Linked DNA regions of Mus musculus: region 2 is linked to region 1. A link is a contact called in public HiChIP or PLAC-seq data. All regions are on one chromosome and are shown on one strand. The core of a region is the stretch at or near the end of the contact, and the rest is flanking DNA. Distances in the headings are between cores, read along the strand shown.

Region 1 (2,527 bases), core at 11-2,510:
CAAAGCTCACTCCTCTCCCAACTGCAAGTTCCCCGCCACCTCCCTGCCTTCTTAGCCTGACTTGGACATCTGACCTTTCCCCACAGACAGGGAGGGAACTCCTGGGGGTGGTGACCACTGCATCCTCACACTGGCCTGTTTGTCAGGCCGAGTTCAGGACTGGACACAAGGGCGGAGAGCAAAAAGATGAACTCTAAGACTGAGGAGCCCTTGGTAATCTCAGGAATTCTAAGATCTGTTCACAGAGGTGGTGAAGTCCGTAAGACTGCCCCTCCCCCCTTTCCCTAAAACAAAACCACTGATGTTTACTGTGTTTGGGGAGGGATCGGGGTAGACAGCCATGGAGAAAGGAGCAAGGATGACCTTGTTGTTCTTGCCCAGTAGAGCCGGGAAAGCCAGATTTAGTGCTCACCCTTCTCTACCACCCGGGCGGGCGCCTGTGAGGCTGACACCTGATTCCTTCTTAAGCCCTGCAGGCAGGTGCAAGGATTCCCTCACTCAGCCTGGGCTGAGCTCCCAGGGAAACGCAGGCCTGCAGACACACCCTCACAGGGAGACAGACAGATCTATAGGTACAGTCTCCGCCCCTCATCCTTCCTCCAGATTACAAATGTGTACACATCAGGACACACTAAGCCAGCAAGGCTAGCTCCCTCATCTCCATACAAAGGCGCACAGTTCTATATAGGCACTCCCCACCTCCAACCCCTCACACGCCTGAAGTGTCAAGGCCTTTCACCAGAGCCTGGTGAGACCCAGGGTGTCCAGAGGCCAGCCTGGAAGGGCCACGGTGCTTCTGTTTAGCTTTGGCTTTTACTTCAGAGCAGGCACTACTACTTAGTGTCCAGCCTTGCCCTCGCAACTTCCTTGGCACCAACTAGTCCCTTCTGGGCCTCCTTACCTCGGACATGTTGGATGCCAAGCAAGCTCGCTGTTGGTAGCTCTCTGGCAGGCAGTAGCCACAGGAAAGGATCTGCGTGAGGCCCAACCCTTGGGAACTTATATAGTCTGCTTGTGCGTCCTGGGTAGTCACTCCCCTCCTTTGGAAGCTCTCAGATGATTCAGATCCACGCAGCGACTAGCTGGAGTTTATTCTTGGCGATGATGGGCAGCTGCCCTGGTGAGAGGAGATGGCCGCGGGGACCCCGCATCTCTGGGGACAGCTGCTTACTCGACGGTGGGAGGTGTTGGCACTGTTGTTCACAGACTGTGTTTATGAATGTGAACCCTGGAATGTGTGAGACAGCCTGCCCAGGCTGACTGCAAGAACCCATCCCAGTGGCAGGGGTGGGAGGGGAAGTCTCTGAGGAGAGGGAGGGCCCTGAACAAGGGTGGATGCTCTGAGTTTGTTTAGCTTTCTCTTCTACTCCTGGATTCCACTGGAAATAGATTTTCCATCCCAGCACATTAGCAGGGGAGAAACTTCCTTTCTGTTGCTTGGAAACACTTCCTCATGGTGAGCACAGCCAACTCAGAGTGAGTAGCCAGGAAGGCCGAGACCCTGTGGAGCTGCCATATCACAGTCTTGTTGGTGTCCTGGTCCTCTAGCCAGCCCTGGGACAAGTTTAATAAAGAGACAAAGCAAGGTACAGTATAGGCCCGGAGGAGACCATGCTTGCTAGTAAAGGCCTATAGAGGGCTTCTGTCTAAGATGGACACTTGGAAGCTGGCTGGCAGGACTTTAGAGGGCTGGGGTGAATGCCACTTCAGCTATTAAGCTGTAGTAAAGAGTAGAGCTCCCTTGGAAAATCATTTAGCACCCACCACTAACTTCATCTTTGCATGGAAAGATCACTGGTGGCAATGCAGGGACCCTAAGCCTGAGGTGGGCTGTGGTAGATGTGGGTTGGAGGTTTGTCTTAGACTTCTCTCCACTCCCTCCCGTCTACAATGGACATTGTGTTTATCCCTGAAGGCACCAGGCAGATGAAATTCAACCAGGCACTAACAGTCATCCTAAATGTCATTCCATAGCTGTTGTGCCTCGAACTCTATCCCATTCTTGGTTCTGGGCCTGGCTCCCAGTAGGTCAGTGTGTGCACCATCAGGTCTATACGCAGGGACCTGAGCAATACCCATGATTCCAAGGGGAGGCCAGGCCATGCCTTGTGAGGAGTACCCACAGCTGGCTGACTAGGACAAGGATAAGGGATGCCCAGCTCTCACGACCCAGGAGGAAAAGCGGGTTAGGCTCATCAGGATGATGGCTAGACCACGCTAGGCTCCTTTCATCGCAGACTCTGAGCCCACTGCAGCCAAGCCATCAGGTTTATTAACCCGTTGAGTTGGTTGTGAGTTACAGGGCACAGGGCACACAACCAACGACCACAAAAGTGCTGGGTTTTTTCCTCCTTTTTCTTCTTTTATATAATAAGATGTGAAAATTTACTGTAAACCAGTTTACAATGGAAGTACACCATCTTCTCTTTCATCTAAAAAATGTGGTTTTGTGACCCATGCATGACACCATGCTTAAGTGTCACTGGCAGCTGAGGTGGGATGGTTTCTGTGACTCATGACTGCGTAC
Region 2 (2,527 bases), core at 21-2,520, 250 kb after region 1:
TTTATTTTTTTTATTTTTTTATTTATTATATGTAAGTACACTGTAGCTGTCCTCAGACACTCCAGAAGAGGGAGTCAGATCTCGTTAAGGATGGTTGTGAGCCACCATGTGGTTGCTGGGATTTGAACTCCTGACCTTCGGAAGAGCAGTCGGGTGCTCTTACCCACTGAGCCATCTCACCAGCCCCTGCAGCAGCACTTCTCTTGATCTCAGTCGGCAAAGAGCTGTCTAGACTTCTATTCCTTCTAGGTAGTTTTCCAGAAGGAACTTAGGTATCTTGGGCTATTAGAACCCTCTTGTATCCTCCCAGGAAGAGTTCTCGTTTGTTTGGTTTTGTTGAGACAAGGTCTCTCATGAACAGGCTGGCGTCCACACTCTATTCTCCTGCTTTCTCCCCCTGAGCACTGGAGTATTATTCTGAGCCTCCATCTGTGGTTTACTCTGTGGTGGGGGTCAAACACAGCGCTCTCTGCGTGCTAGAAAAAACGATCATCTGCCCAGCCCAGGAAGTCATTTCTTTGGGTAAGTATAATGTAACAGCTTAGTGTTCTGGGCTTTGGGGACAGAAAAATGGAGTCCCTGGCTCCCATTTGGTGCTCAGACTTTGGGCCCAGGGGACCCTTAATGAGTGAATGAGTTACAGCTGACAATCAAATCCCTCTTATGAGCTTGACTGAGCAAGGGGAGCTCTGAACCGTGGGCTCAGGAAAGACAGTGAGATGGGGGCAGAGGCAATTCCCACAATTGTCTGAGGAGCAGTGCTGAGACAAACTGGCTAGAACCTCTCGCCCTGGAGACCTCCCAGCTCCTTCTCTCGGGCAGGACTGGAACCGGCAGGCCTGGCGGCGTGGCTCTGCTCAAGCCAGCAGGAAGAGGAATGAGGCCAGGCAAGGCGGGCCAGCTGGCCAGTGGGGAGTCCCGGGTGTGGGCGCAAGTAGTTGGGGAAGCCCCGTCGGTGCCTCCTGGGCTCCATTGTGTGTGCAGTGCTCAACCCCACCCCCCAACTTGGCCTCGGAGTCCTCCTCTATAAATTAGTCCCCTGAGATGGGATGGCCTGCGTGCCACTGGCAGGCGAGGCGCCACAAGAGCCAGAGACGGCTAACAGATCTGGGGACCCAAGGACTTGCAACTCAAAGAGGCTGAGACGCGCTGGACCCCCAGCTCACGTGGGCGGAGCTTCGAAGGGGCGGGCGCCCGTGGGGCGGGTCCTGAGTGGGGGCGGGACCGGGGCCGGCACCTGGGTGAGGTCGCGCAGCCCCTCCCCTTTGCACTTCCGTGTGCCGCGGCGCCAGAGCAGGAGGCGGCGGCCGCGGGGATCCCGCGAGCGGCCCGTGGACATCTACCCTTCGAGCCGGGACCCGGGAGGTCCCCACTGGCCTCCGGACCCGTCCGGATCAGACTTGTGCCTACCTCCCCGTCCACGCGCATCCGGGAGAGCCGCGCCACGAGACGGACCCCGGCTCGCCGGGACCCCTGGCGCCTGGCCCTGCGTCGGGAGGTGAGTGAGAGCTGGGCCCGGGCGCGGGGTCCGAGTTAACTCGAGGGCGCAGCGGCCTTTCTCCCCCTTTTCCTCGCCCGTAGTCTCCATTCCCCGCTTTCTTCTCTGGCTCCTGGTTCTGAAACTGAGAAACTGAGCCAGGAGCAGCCAAAGTCCCGCCGAGCACGGAGACCCGCCGGTGCCTCCATACCCTGGTCGGTCTGACCCTCTCTTCGACGGCTGGAGCCCAGGCCCGACTACTCCCAGCATCTTTAACCCCCTACTCCACCCCTGTGTGTCTTTATCCCCGCCGAGGGACCGTCCGATCTTCTCAAATCTCTCAGGGGACTCTGCACATTCGTCGGTCCCCACCCCCTCTTGCCTGGTCCTCTGCTCCCAGGCCAGGTCTGTTTGCCCCTCGCCGTCCGTGTACTCCGTCTCCCCACCCCCACCAGATCCGCCGTCCCCTCGACCCAGTCCTCCCAGAGCCGCACCCCCAGCCCACGCTCGCCTGCCCCTGCCAGTCCAGTCTCCGGTCCTTTTCACCACCGGGCGGAGGGCGGGCCGCCTGTCTCCCTAGCCTCCAGTGCTTGGGTCCCAGGCGGGCGGACTCTCACGGCGCCGCCTCCTTGCCCTATCTCTTCTTTCAGTCTCGGTGTCTTTCTTGGCTTTCCATCTGTCTCTGAGCTGGGCGTGGCTCCAGCCTCCACCATTCCCCTGTCCTCTCTGATCCCCCGTGTCCCTTCTCCGGGTGGTCTCTGCCTGGTGCTGTCAGTCTCTGTCCCACTGGAGAGACGCCACCCCCTCTGGGGGCCCAGTAAGGTGATGAGGACAGCAGTGACGGGAGTGCTCTGCCCTGCCGGCTGGCAGTGGAGAGGGAGCACCATCACAACTGCTCCCACTTCCCCAACTCTCTTATACAGGGGAGGGGAGAGAAGGGAGCCTCACTCAGCACCCCACTCAAACCTGGAGGACTTAGACTGAGTGGGGGAGATCCCTTTTTCCTTTGGCCGCTACCCTGGGCCCTCGGAGGAGTCTGGCTTCTGTTGC

The links. HiChIP or PLAC-seq counts read pairs in DNA pulled down with a chosen protein or histone mark.
Region 2: an H3K27ac HiChIP or PLAC-seq map of bone marrow-derived dendritic cells shows a contact between it and region 1, with 3 times the contacts expected there. The contact joins the promoter of Prkcd here to the promoter of Mustn1 in region 1. A contact is called at or near these places in 6 of 39 promoter capture datasets (embryonic stem cells, neural stem cells, pre-B cells and 1 more), 6 of 115 datasets of contacts at active chromatin or transcription factors (the SCID.adh cell line, bone marrow-derived dendritic cells, bone marrow-derived macrophages and 3 more) and 2 of 9 other capture datasets (adipose tissue and liver).

What each region holds. Positions count from the first base shown.
Region 1 is chr14:30,877,990-30,880,516 of GRCm38.p6, reverse strand. Mustn1 (musculoskeletal, embryonic nuclear protein 1) reads right to left here and starts at 1,260. Exons shown (of 3, transcript NM_181390.3): 1 at 902-1,260. The coding sequence starts at 910.
Region 2 is chr14:30,624,951-30,627,477 of GRCm38.p6, reverse strand. It overlaps Prkcd (protein kinase C, delta), which reads left to right and starts at 1,270. Exons shown (of 18, transcript NM_011103.3): 1 at 1,270-1,498.